Regions from separate parts of the Oryctolagus cuniculus genome. Here region 1 is linked to region 2. Evidence: chromatin contacts called from public Hi-C data. All regions are on one chromosome and are shown on one strand. Each heading gives the region's core, a stretch centred on a gene start, on an enhancer-like site or on the middle of the called end of the contact. The rest is flanking DNA. Distances are from core to core; before and after follow the strand shown. Region 1 overlaps STARD13 (StAR related lipid transfer domain containing 13). Region 2 has its middle 47 kb from the start of STARD13.

Region 1 (6,980 bases), core at 3,686-6,185, 190 kb after region 2:
TTAAGTCACTGTCACTTTGTCTTTCAAGAAGGTGAAAGATAAAAATAAACATCTAAAATTTTTTTAAAAATTGAGCAAAAGCCAAGAATTCTGTAATGTTCTCACACCCTAATGTCTCTGCGTCTAAATGCTCAACATCTTCTCTAGAGATTAAAGAGATGGCAGACCGTCTAACAAACTCCAACACTAGTGTTGTAGACTAGTTTAAGCCATTCAGTTAGTATATGGTGTTACCTCTTTTTTTTTTTTTTTTTTTTTTTTTTGACAGGCAGAGTGGACAGTGAGAGAGAGAAAGGTCTTCCTTTGCCATTGGTTCACCCTCCAATGGCTGCCGCGGCCGGCGCACCACGCTGATCCGATGGCAGGAGCCAGGTACTTATCCTGGTCTCCCCTGGGGTGCAGGGCCCAAGCACCTGGGCCATCCTCCACTGCACTCCCGGGCCACAGCAGAGAGCTGGCCTGGAAAAGGGGCAACGGGGACAGAATCCGGCGCCCCGACTAGGACTAGAACCCAGTGTGCTGACGCCGCAAGGCGGAGGATTAGCCTAGTGAGCCGCGGCGCCGGCCCGGTGTTACCTCATTTTTATGAAGTATCTGTTCAAAACTTTAGCCATTTCTATTTTTTTAAATTTATTTGTTTTATTTGAAAGGTAGAGAGCTCTCTCTTCCTCTAGGTCATTCTCCAAATGCCCACAACCTGGCTGGACCAGTTGGAAGACAAGAGCGGAAGGCTCAATCCAGGTTTCTCACATGGATGGCATCCCTGGAGTACTTGAGCCATCACCTGCTGCTTTCCAGGTATACATTAGCAAGAAGCTGCAATTGAGATTAGGACCAAATTTAGGCACTTGTATATGAGATGCAGGTGATCCAAATGGCACCTTAATTACTTTGCCAAAGCCCACCCTTGCTCATTATTAAACCGAATTGCTTATTAGTGAGTTACAGAGGTTTGGTATTATGCAAACACTTGTCAGAGATCTATCTTGTGAATATTTTTATCTCAGTTTGTGGCTCTTGTCATTTTCTTAATAGAGTCTTTTGAAGAGATGTATTTTGTAAGATGTGTTTTTCTAGGAATTTTTATATGTAATCCAAATATTCAAGTTCTTTAGCATAAAGTTAGTATAAAATTCTCTTAATATTCAAGCTATATTTCATTTATCCAATGATCCATTTAATGTACTACAATAACGTTTTGATATTCGTAGTCTCAAACTGGGAATTCATTTATTTTAGCAGCATTTGTTGAAAAGTTTATCCTTTCCTCCATTGAATTACCTTGACACCTTTATGAAAAATCATCTGACTTTTCTGAATTACTATTCTCCTCAATTCCATTGATGAATAAATCTTAAGCCAGTGCCAGGCTGTATTGATTACAAAACCAGTGTAAATATTGAATCAGATAGGGAAAGACATTGCACCTTTTTTCTCAAAATTATTTTGATCATTCTGTGACCTTTGCATTTGAATATAAATGTTAGAATTGGTTTCTTAAGAGCTTACTAGGGTTTTTACTGAGATTCTGTTGAAAATGTTTATCAAGCTGAGGAGAACTGGTAAGTTTTAAAATATTGAGCTTTCCAGTCTGTGAACATGGTATCTCAATTTATTTCTCTCTGCAAATTTTCAGCATGCAGATGCTACACATACTTGTTAAATTTATTCCTAAATGTTTTGTGTTTATTATAGATGTAATTTGAATATCAAATTTCAGTTTATTGAGTCACTGTGATTTTTCAGTTCTAGAATTTTCATTTGATTCTTATTTATAGCTTTATACTTCTCTCCTGAATTTCCATTTGGACATGTGTATGCCTGATAACTCCAATATTTGAATCATCTGTGGATCTTGTTTCTGTCATCTTTTATTATTTGTATTCTTTGAAATGCGCTGAAATTCTTAACAGAATTCTTTGTTTATGAAAACTAATTATAGGCTTGCTCTCTCTGTGGTTTTCTTTCTTTTTTTTTTTTTTTTTAACTTTTATAAAGGATTTACTTTTCTTTCTTTTAGGAGGCTAGGCTAAGAATACAGTACCTTAATCTAATAGGGGATTGAGATCATTTCAAACAAGTTTTCAGTTCTTGTTTGGTCTGGTCAATTTCAGGTCTATTACTCCTATAGTGGGGAATTGGTTAGATTTGCATTACTGTAACAACATACCTGAAGCAGCTAACTTATAAAGAGGAAATCCTTATTTAGTTTAGTTTTAGAGACTCATGCATGGCATCAGTTCTGGAGAAGACTGCATGGTGGATCTTGGAGGCTGAAGTGGGTGTCACAGCTGGCAATCACATCTTTAAGCAGAACAGAGAGAGTGGGTGGGACAGAGTTTTATAGTTAGGATCTTCCATTAGACCCTGTCTTCTTTAAAAAAAAAAAAAAAGATTTATTTATCAATTTGAAAGTCAGTTACAGAGAGAGGAGAGGCAGAGAGAGAGAGAGAGGTTTTCCATCCTCTGGTTTACTCCCCAATTGGCTGCAATGGCCAGAGCTGCACCAATCTGAAGCCAGGAACCAAGAGCTTCTTCCAGGTATCCCATGCGGGTGCAGGGGCCCAAGCACTTGGGCCATTTTCCAGTGCTTTCCCAGGCCAAAGCAGAGGGCTATATCAGAAGAGGAGCAGCCAGGATTTGAACCAGCACCCACATAGGATGCCAGAGCTGTGGGCAGAGGCTTAGCCCACTACGCCACAGTACTGGCCCCAATTTTTGTTTTTTCAGATATGAAACTCCTGAAAGCTCTTAGTTTCTTTGCTTTTCAGCTGCCATTCTCTGCATTACTTACCAGCCTCTGTGACAGTTTTCAAATTGGAAAAATTAGTCAAAGGGAAAAACAGAGTTGGCCATGAGATTTCCAGGTAACCTTCTTCAAAATCTTGCCCTCTCAAGACCTTTTGTGTATTTTACCTAGATTTCTAGTTCTTTATAGTTAAGAGGATGTACATGATTAAAATGTGTTTTAGGCCGGCGCCGTGGCTCAATAGGCTAATCCTCCACCTTGCGGCGCCGGCACAGCGGGTTCTAGTCCCGGTCGGGGCGCCGGATTCTGTCCCGGTTGCCCCTCTTCCAGGCCAGCTCTCTGCTATGGCCAGGGAGTGCAGTGGAGGATGGCCCAGGTGCTTGGGCCCTGCACCCCGTGGGAGACCAGGAAAAGCACCTGGCTCCTGGCTCCTGCCATCGGATCAGCGCGGTGCGCCGGCTGCAGCGGCGGCCATTGGAGGGTGAACCAACGGCAAAGGAAGACCTTTCTCTCTCTGTCTCTCTCTCTCACTGTCCACTCTGCCTGTCAAAAATAAAATAAAATAAAATAAAATAAAATAAAATTAAAATAAAATAAAATATGTTTTAAAAAGTGCTTTTAATCTGAGGTTATCAATGGAAATATAGAGCCCTTTTCCTGTACCAGTGTCACTGAAACTGATTTTGTCCATCAGAAACAAACCAGAAGACAACAAGGACTTTCTGTCTTGCTTCTAGAGATGTTTATGGAGCCTCCTGGAAGCCTTGCCACAGATTGCTTCCTGTGATATACCCTTAGTTCTCTCTAAGTTTACCTAACTGTTGTCTTCTGCACAAGGAACACCTTCTGTGCTTGGTGAGGGATCAGGGTAATTCTGTTAATAAGTCAAACATGACTATGCTGTAGCAGTAAATTCAGTCTGTCAACTTTGTTATTCTTACAACAGAAACACCTGCTCTAGTCAGGTAGAAAGACATCCTTTTCTTTAATAGAGTAATACAGACTTCGCAGGTACAGAAAGAATTGATTTCTTACTGTAATGTCAGGAATGATTCTATAAAAACATAGCTCACAACTATGGGAGTGCTGTAGAAAACTCCAAATTACCAGGACTTAATTCCAGATACCCCATTTCCTACATGGATGGAATTGTGCAAGTGACTTAATTTTTTGAACCTCGGAGTTCCTGATTCATTAAAGATGTCTGCTTCCCAGGGTAGTTCTTGAGTTTTTGTGTTTTTTTTTTTAAATACTGTTTCTAAAGAATTTGATGTGTGTGTGCTTAGGTTCTACTATTAATAAAATTATTATTTTAAATGTTGAGGTTTTTGCCAAGCAGAGTTAGAGAGATCGAGAGATCGAGAGAGAGAGAGAGCTTCCATCCATTGGTTCACTTACCAAATGGCCACAATGGCTGGGTCTGAAGCCAGGAGCCTGGAACTCCAACTGGGTCTCCCACTTGGCTGCAGGGGCGCAAGCACTCAGGCCATCTTCTACTGCTTTCTCAGGTGCATTACCGTGGAATTAGATAGAAAGTGGGGCAGATGAGACTCCAAACTGACACTCCTATTGGATGCCAGTGTCTCAGGAAGTGGCTTAACCCTCTTCACCACAATCCTGGCCCCAATAAAATTATTTGCATGGAAAGGTACTTTTAACTTAAGGGGGGAATGATTAGCAATAACTTCTTTGCAGAACCCAAAATATATCCAGATTTATGCCTATCACAAAGGCCTTTTTTATTTTTATTCAATAAATAGTGATTGGATCCCTATTAAATTCTAAATACTGCATTAACATACTAGAGCACAAAAACAGTGAAACAGTAAGCTGCCTCAGCTATGTAAATAATCTGTCCTTTTTATTAAAAGCCATGGTCTGAACTGTTCTGAAACTGTTTTATCATCCGTAGTGTTCAAGTGTCAGATTTTATGGTATTTATTATCTTGCTGCTATTTAATAAATCCTCAAATACTTTTTGTAGCCTAAAATATAATTTACTATAATAGAATGAAATAAAATTTGACAGTTTATTTAACCTACAATAGAATTTAATAGAAAGAAACTCTAATACGAATGACACCAAGAAAATTTTGTTCCTGTACACCATTTGAACAGTGCAGCAAGGCAGTTCCTTGGAAGACTATGACAGGGTGAAATCTGAGCTTTCCTCCAGTGTATTAATAACTAGTCTGAGTTGTACAGAGATTGGAGGAAAGGGTGTCATCAGACATCCCAGGAGAGTTCTGTGTAGTATGCTGAGGGAAGCAATTTCTTCTTTCTTTAAACATGAGAACCAGAACAATTGAACGTTCATTACAAGAGCTCTCTGCCAGTCTTTCTGTTTATAGGATTTGTTCTAGTCCTTGGTGAGTTGTAGACCCCTTAAATGGAAGACATTTGGCTTCATTTTTTTGTCATGTCTACTCTCATACACACCCCTAATCTCTACTTAATTCTTTTCTTACCAATGGAGTATAGTATGTTAAGTAGTAAATATGAATTCTCAGATCCAGTAGGAGACTTGTCCTGTGATAAGAAAATTTATTTCAAAATCAAATATTCTATTTCCTGAGGTTATTTTTTATTTTATAATTTGTGTTAATCTTCCTAATCCATAGAATAAGCAAATCCGACTTAGAGTGGATAAATTTCTTACTTATTGACCATAAAATGATCCAAATTACATTTGCATTGTTCAAATTTCCTAATTTCCTCACTTTAAAAATACATATGATATAATGGCATGTGGCATTCATGGCAATACAATTTAATCATCTTGTTGACCATTGGCTTAACGGTCATATATATTAATTTTATTTACCCACACACACACAAATAAAGTATCAAATCTAAAGTCACTTTTCTGTAACCCTGCTCTATTAATGTCTCAAAACCTACCAGATGCTCTTCTTCTAGGTCATGATGATGGCTAGCTGGGTGTTAAATCCAGCTACTATAAGGAGTTCTGTAAGGAGATACTTAGTTCCTTTACAGTACAATAATTTAAGTATAGATTTTTCTGGCAGTCATCTTTTTATAAAGTGCTTAGGTGGAATTAGTACAACAAATGTGTCTTTTATTTTCTTGAATGGAGTTATTGTAGAGAAATAAGAAGAAGCCATAAATAAGGGAGCAAAGTTCCCTTTATCCCCAAAACACAAATAGTCATTGTGGGCTGGAGTACATTAACTTCAGCTTCTGTGATAAAGAACATAAGTTTTTTTATGTTCAAAATAAAGTTGAACTTAGTGAAAAACAACCAACATATTCTAAGAACTTTCTTCCCCTTTGAAGCAGGCCTTTAATTCTTATAACTGAATTTTTTCAAAATCAGAATCGTAAATTTACGTTTTTCTCTTTCAATTATCTACTGCTTTAAATTTTACTTTTAAATTACTAAAAAAAAAAGTATCCTTAATTGATTGTCTTTAATTCTCCATGGAAAACTTAAAATGCAAGGTGTCCTTTACTTGTATTAATTTGAAATTGTTATAGTTCAAAAATAATATACAATTTCTAAACTTTTAAAGCATCAATATTTCATTTAAATGAAAACTTAGATCTCAAATTTCTACATAGTGCTTTTTACAAACTTTGTTTTTGGCTGGTAAGATTTGGATTTATGTAATAAAGAAGCCCATTTTGCTTCTACTTGTATTTTGCCCACAACTTGGAAAAATCATTAATTACAAAAAGTCTGCTCTCATCAAGAAAATGGTGCGTTTTAATTTTGTTCACTTTCCATCTTTGACGTTAATGTTTTGTTTGTAATGAATAATTTGGAAGATGGATAACCACTTCTGGAATAATGCTAAAACAGGACCAGTCACTACTCTCATGGACTTTAAGTAGGCACTTAGTAATCAGAATAAAAAGAAGATAAGAACAAAGATCATTGAAATGTTTCAGAACTATTTTAAACAGTGTTTCAACAGTGTATTCTGCATTTAAAGGAACTACACAAGAAAATAAAAGGTTCTTTTCCTCCTGTATAACATTGTACATGATTACAAAATGCAAGCATAAAAATGCATGGAAATAAAGGAAAGCATGTAGTTCCAAATATCTTTCAAACAAGAATTACAAGACTAAATTAAATATTTGACAAGAAAGAAAACTTTATAAAAATGTTGAATTCCAAAGTCAACCTGCTGAATTACATTTAAAACCAGACAGAGGCATACGTTTCTCACTGTCTTACTTTTCACCATTTTCCTTGTTTTGCACA
Region 2 (7,070 bases), core at 245-2,744:
CTCTCTCCCTCTCTCCCTCTCTCCCTCTCTCCCTCTCTCCCTCTCTCCCCCTCTCTTCCTCTGCCTCTCTATAACTCTGCTTTTCAAATTAATTAATTAATTAATCTTTAAAAAAATTTCACAATTAAAAAGTTTTGTGCTGGCGCCATGGCTCACTAGGCTAATTCTCCGCCTGCGGTGCCTGCATCCCGGAGCGCCGGATTCTGTTCTGGTTGCTCTTCTTCCAGTCCAGCTTTCTGCTGTGGGCCAGGAAGGCAGTGAAGGATGGCCCAAGTGCTTGGGCCCTGCACCTGCATGGGAGACCAGGAGGAAGCACCTGGCTTCTGGCTTTGGATTGGCGCAGCGCGCTGGCCATAGCGGCTATTTGGGGGGTGAACCAACAGAAGGAAGACCTTTCTCTCTGTCTCTCTCGCTCTCTCTCACTGTCTAACTCTGCCTGTCCAAAAAAAAAAAAATTTAAATATTAAAAAAAAGAAAAGTTAATGTGTCACCTGTACAGATTGCTTGAAATGTGTAATTACAAAACAAACAAAAACCAAATTCTAAAAGTGTAAAAATGTGCTCTCTTCACATGTAGAAATATGAAGTTTTCAGAAAGTTCATGGAAAATGCATATTTTGAAAAAATCCTGTGTGTGCACTTCAAAAATTTTTCACATCAAAATAAAGATATCTTTTAATTCCATTTTCCCACAGACTTTTTGAAGTGTTCTCATAGTAGCACACTATGGGCAAAGACAAGGCATGCAATCACCGAGCACACAGTAAGTGCTCAGGAAACAAAGAAGGCATCTAGTGTTAGTATTATGGCACAGCAGGTTAAGCCACTGCTTGTCACACTAGCATCCCATACTGGAGGGAGTCCCAGCTGCTCTGCTTCTGATCCAGCTGCATGCTAATGCACCTAGGGAGGCCACAGAAAATGGCTCAAGTACCTGGACTCCTGCCACCCCTGTGGGAGACTCAGATGGAGCTATTGCAGCCATTTAGGGAGTGAACCAGTAGATGGATGATCTCTCTCTCTCTCTCTCTCCATCTCTATCTCTATCTCTCTCCCTCTCCCCCTCCCTCTCTGACTTTCAAATAAACAAATAATCTTAAAAAAATTAAGAGGAAGCACCCATTGCAAACTAAACGCACCAGGGAAGGCCACATAAAGAGGTGAGACTTGAGTGACCAGGAAGGATTGGTTAGGATATTTTTAAAGATGGGCGACGTGTTCCACAACCTGTCCAGACAGAAATGTTTCCTAAAGGATTAAAAGCATAGATGTCCACAGCCCCTGCTCTCCTCAGCCTTGTTTAAAGCAAAATTTCACTTAAATGTGCATGGAGTCTAATGAGACAGAATCCATCATGCTGCAGCGCAATAGCTCCAAGTTTCCCTGACCTGAACTCCCACTTTACAAACACAAGCAGGTGCCGAGCATTCAGAACGACCGAGTTCACTGCAGTTTACTGGTAGCACATTACTCGTTTCCGTTGCTGCCTCCAGCACTGAAGTGGTACAGCCTCTAGCATGATTTACAGTGCCTACTTAGCGCCTAGCCGAACGATGCTTCACCTTCATCACTGCTCAAAGACAGGCTTGGCAACTGGGTCATCTTCTGCCAATCAGGGCTGATTGATAACAAGCTCACCTCAGCCTGGCTTCACGCCTTTCATCTGAGCAAGACAGCAACTCTTCTTGGAAAAGATGCAGCTTTCTTCCACAGGAGCAGGGCACGCAGGCACAGCTAGGGCAGGGCGGGAGGAGAAGGTCAGCGTTTGAGTTCCGGTGCGGGGAGAGAGGTGAACCTGGTGAATTAGGTCCTATACCACGTGATGTGAAGAGTCCCACGTTCATGACCCACGGCTGACATCAGGGGTGGGGCCACAGCAGGCTTGCTTTGTCCAGCCAAGCAGGCACCACTTTACGGGCAAGCCTTCTGGAAACTGTTGATATCATTAGTGGGTGTGGTTCCCGGCACTTTTCCCGCCTTTCTTCTGAAAACAGGCAGGCTATTCTTCTACACAAGAATTCTCGTTCTGTGTTCCAAGAAAGCTTTCCATGGATCTGTGGACAGCTTCAAAACTGCGGTTCAGGCTACAGGAACTTTTGCAAGAATGTTATTTTCCTTCATAACTTACATGGAGAGTAAGAAATATTCTGAAACCATTTTCTGCTAACTTTCAATTTGCCATGGCTTGTAGCATGGTTGTCCGCCTAAGAGAACCCCCGCAGCATGCTGTAAAACAGTGAACTGCCTGGAAAGAAAGAGCTCCAAGGAGATCATCAAAATGGCTTTAAAAGATCCGTTTATTTTGGTGCAAAAATGTTGAAATCCGTACCTATGAAGGGTCTATAAAATCTTCATGGAAAAATATGTATCAGAAACAAAATACACCTAATTTTCCAAAAAATAAAATTTTTTTAAATATATATTTATTTGAAAGACAGAGTTACAGAGAGAGGTAGAGATAGAGAGATACAGGTCTTCCATCCACTGGTTCACTCCCCAGATGGCTGCAACAGCTGGAGCTGCGCCGATCCAAAGCCAGGAGCCAGGAGCTTCTTCCAGGTCTCCTGAATGGGTGAAGGGACCCACGGACTTGGGCCATGTTCTACTGCTTTCCTAGGCTGTAGCAGAGAGCTGGATGGAAGAGGAGCAGCTGGGACTAGAACCGGCGCCCATATGGGATGACGGTGCTTCAGGCCAGGGCTTTAACCTACTGCGCCACAGCACTGCCCCCCCCCAAATATTTTGCATCAAAATAAACATATCTTTTAGTTTTACTTTTATGAACTCTTTGAAGTAACTTTGTATACAGGGGTGGGTATTGTTAGGAAAAGAGTCACAGATTGGTGTATCGCAGATTGCCCATGAGAGTATTTCGGGCATGGAAAGCCATGACACTCTGGAAAAAAAAAAAAAAGAAGAAGAAGAAGACCTAAATGAAAGATCTCTGCAAGTGAGATCCCAGTAGAAAGAACGGGCCATCAACAAAGGAGGTACCTTTCTCTGAAGGGAGGAGTGAACTTCCACTTTGACTATGACCCTGTCGGAATAAGATCGAAGTCGGTGAACTCAAAAGGCTTCCATAGCCTTGGCAACTCATGACTAGAGCCTAGGGAGATTACTGACGCCATAAACAAGAGTGTCAAATTGTTAAGTCAACAACAGGAGTCACTGTGTACTTACTCCTCATGTGGGATCTGTCCTTAATGTGTTGTCCAATGTGAAGTAATGCTATAACTAGTACTGAAACAGTATTTTACACTATGTGTTTCTGTGTGGGTGCAAACTGATGAAATCTTTACTTAATATATACTAAATCGATCTTCTGTCTATAAAGATAATTGAAAATGAATCTTGATGTGAATGGAATGGGAGAGGGAGCAGGAGATGGGAGGGGTGTGAGTGGGACGGAAATTATGGGGGGGGGGAAGCCATTGTAATCTATAAACTGTACTTTGGAAATTTATTTTACTAAATAAAAAATAAAAATAAAAAAGTTATTATCTTAGCACAGTAACTTGAAATTGTAGATGGGGTAAACAATAGCAGACACACTTGGAAGACTACACTCTCCTTTTACAACTAAAAGTAACAATAATGAGGCTTCTAACAGACTTTCTGGGTAAAACTTTCTGCACGGTCAATCCCAACAGGGTCCTGAATACAGGTGGTTTGCTATTTTCTAGTCCTACAATGAGGTGTAGGTTTTAAGGTCCCTGACTCAATTTTCCAGGTGGTTTCAGAGACAAAGAATTGCTAATTTGTTATACTAATCTTGACATTTCAAATTTTAATTGGAAACAGTCTTTTTAAATTAGTCATATTCTCATTGGGGGGAAAACTCTGACAAGTGGTAAATTTGGTTAGATTGTATTTTGATTTTTTGGCTTATAAAATATGGTTCTTCAGCCCCAATGATAGTCATCTATTAAATTCTCAGCTCACCCCATAGTGAAGATGAAAAAGTATATATATGAGGGTGCTTCAAACAGCTCATAGAAAATTGAATTAATAGATAAGTTTATTTTGGTACAAATTTGAAATCCATAAATAATATGCATTTCCATGAATGTTTTGAAGACTGCCCTCATATGAATCTACAGCTCTGCTTGGAGAAAACAAATATTTTAACCAGGCTCACATAGAACTGCCAGAGGTTTTATTTAAAAAAAAACTTTAATAGGCAAATACATGGTTCAAAAGCTACCTTTCTGAATACAAAAGAATTTTCAGAAAAAAAATGCTCAATCATAATAGCATCAACATTTTGTAATGAGAATTTGATGCTAACCTTTCTCCTGTGATATTTAGTAAAGCCTTGTGCTTACCCAAGTTTTATCAATGTTTATTTCTGTGCTTCCATTTTCCAGCCACATTTGATATTGTAAAAATTATATAGTTTGATAGGAGATAATTGTTGACTGATAGTGAACCGATGGTTTTTTTTAAGAAGTGGTAGTGGCTGCTGACACAACCAGCCCTCCCTCTCCACAACTTCTTCATTTATAGGTTCGAACAATGCAGACTGAAAATATTCAGAAAAAGAAAGATTGCTCCTGGGCTATGTAGAGATCTCTCTTTTTCTAGACACTATTTCCTAAACACAACATAACACTATTTACAAAGCATTTACCTTGTGTTATTACATATAATCTGGAAATGATTTAAAATATACAGGAGTTATAGTTTCTATGCAAATGAGGGACTTGAGCATCCTTAGATTTTGGTACCCACAGAAAGTCCCAGCACCAATTGCCCATGGACACCACAGGATGACTGTAGTTTTTCCAGGGGAAGGAATTTGAGGCCTAGTCCTACACCCTAAACCACCTTTCTGCCAAGCTTTTGTCCTGCTGAAGAAGAAAATTCTCCTAGAAGCAAAACACAAGGTGGTGCTGTTGTATTTATGGTAAACTAGGTGGCAGCCTGGCCATTTCAGCTATCTGTAGGTTTCATCTGAAAGTGTTAAATATGTGCCAAAGGCAGGAAGGAACAGGCTTTGCATATATGAATGTTCTCAGTGTAGCCATCCTTTCAGATAAGGAGCGCTAAGCAGAACCAAGGAGGAGGAAAGTCAATTTCTTCCTTACCTGGAAGGCTTGAGGGGAAACCTTCTTAACAAAGGAAAGTGAAAGTCTCTAGAAAGGGGTTTCTTTTGTTGTTAAATCCTAGGAACTTGGGAAGTTCAGGATAGAAGAGATACAAAGGAATCACCTGGCCTATTTCCCTATCTGCAGACTGGTTTTAATTTATAAATTGTAAGTCAGCCAAGCCTTTCTCTTGGTTATCAGGTTTTCCAAGAAAGGCAATAACAACTACTCCAAGACAAATCAACAGTCTTCTTACTCTGAATGCGAGAGGAATAGAAAAGCTTTGGTCAGCTCCCGGGGCCCAGTGAGAAGTTTGAAGGGAGTAGAGCCCAGGGCGCTGAATTCTCCTCCTTCGTCTGCTTGGCTGGGACCAGATAGGACCCAGACTGCACATCTGCCCAGCAAGACTTGGGATTAATATCAGTGGTGTCCTCCTGGGATCGGATCACAAAACCACCTGGGAAGCTTTTAGAAAATACAGATTCCAGGGCCTCCTTCATAAATTTATTGAGTTAGAAAATTCTGGACAGGGCCTGGAAATGGTGTTAATAAAAATTCAAATGAGTATTTTCTCCGGAAAACTTTTTCCCTAACTGATGATATGAAAATGAGGTATGAATTTGTAGGCAATCAGCCCAGCAACAGATCTAAGAACTGGTGCGTAGGTACTACCAGATTAGCAAGCTCTCAAATTCCATCTGCATCCTTAGCACAAAGAAAGTGAAAAAATGAAAGTGAATTCTCGGGGCCAGCGCTGTGGCATAGCAGGTAAAGCCGCCGCCTGCAGTGCCGGCGTCCCATGGGGTGCCGATTCGAGACCTGGCTGCTCCACTTCCGATCCAGCTCTCTGCTATGGCCTGGGAAAGCAGTGGAAGATGGCTCAAGTCCTTGGGCCCCTGCACCCACTTGGGAGACCCGGAAGAAGCTCCTGGCTTCGGATTGGCGCAGCTCTGGCCGATGTGGCTCTCTGGGGGAAGTGAACCAGTGGATGGAAGACCTTTCTCTCTCTCTCTTTCTCTCTCTGTATAATTCTGACTTTCAAGTAAATAAATACATCTTTTAAAAAAATGAAAGTGAATTATCCTGGGTTAATATTTATTTATTTTTATTTGAAAGACACAATTACAGATAGAGGGAGGGAAAGAGAGAGAGAGAGAGAGGGAGAGCACTTTCATCCTCTGGCTCACTCCCCAAAAGGCCACAATGGTTGGGGCTGGGCCAAGCCAAAGCCAGGAGCCAGGAGCTTCTGAGTCTTCCACATGGGTGCAGGGGCCCAAGTACTTGGGCCATCTTCTGCCACTTTCCCAGGCACATTAGCAGGGAGCTGAACTGGAAGTGAAGCAGCCAGGACTCAAACTAGCAGCACTCCAATAACGGATGTCAATGTTGCAACTGGCAGCCTAACCCACTGTGCTATACCAGTCCCTATTGAATTATATTTCCAACACTTTGAGAAATCTGAAAGGATCTATAATCAAACATTGTCTACACTTTCCGAGCCCCTGAAATTAAGAAGTCCAGAACCATCATTGTAGTAAATATAAATATATATACATATTAGTAACAGTAATAATAGTAATTATATCCAGTCTGATGCCTATATACTGTTTTACTTTTCTTTAACTCTATGAATTGATTGGCAGTTGTGAAAATAGTGTTTTGGCCATTTCAGTTTTTATTCTTATAAAACTGGAAAAGTTAAACTACTTAAATACTTTGTATATAAGTAAGTCAGTCACACATTGACAAATTAAATTGTACAGAAATTCTTGACAAAAAAGCCTGTACATGATAATTTCTGGCTCTTAGACTATTTGGTAACAATGCAATTCAGCTCAGTCACACCCAAAAGTCTCATCTGAAAGAATCAGATAACTGAAGTACCATTTATTTACTCTACTTTGTGATACCAAAGTAATTAATTGTACTTTCCATTTCCACTTGCTAATGTAATGTGACCTCAATGTTATTTTCTAAGTAAAT

What was found. Hi-C and Micro-C count contacts between places; a contact is called where the count stands out from the background.
Region 1: a Hi-C map of liver shows a contact between it and region 2, with 9 times the contacts expected there. The contact joins two enhancer-like sites. A contact is called at or near these places in 5 of 6 Hi-C or Micro-C datasets (ear pinna, embryonic fibroblasts, liver and 2 more).

Annotation. Positions count from the first base shown.
Region 1 is chr9:80,693,481-80,700,460 of mOryCun1.1, forward strand. All of the region lies in intron 1 of STARD13 (StAR related lipid transfer domain containing 13), which reads left to right. Among named protein-coding and RNA genes, the nearest start is that of STARD13, 140 kb to the left of the region's middle. Within about 2 kb of position 4,936, at least 1 of the 8 cell types and tissues checked has an H3K27ac peak or open chromatin away from gene starts, as enhancers often do.
Region 2 is chr9:80,502,022-80,509,091 of mOryCun1.1, forward strand. No RefSeq gene overlaps it. Among named protein-coding and RNA genes, the nearest start is that of STARD13, 47 kb to the right of the region's middle. Within about 2 kb of position 1,495, at least 2 of the 8 cell types and tissues checked have an H3K27ac peak or open chromatin away from gene starts, as enhancers often do.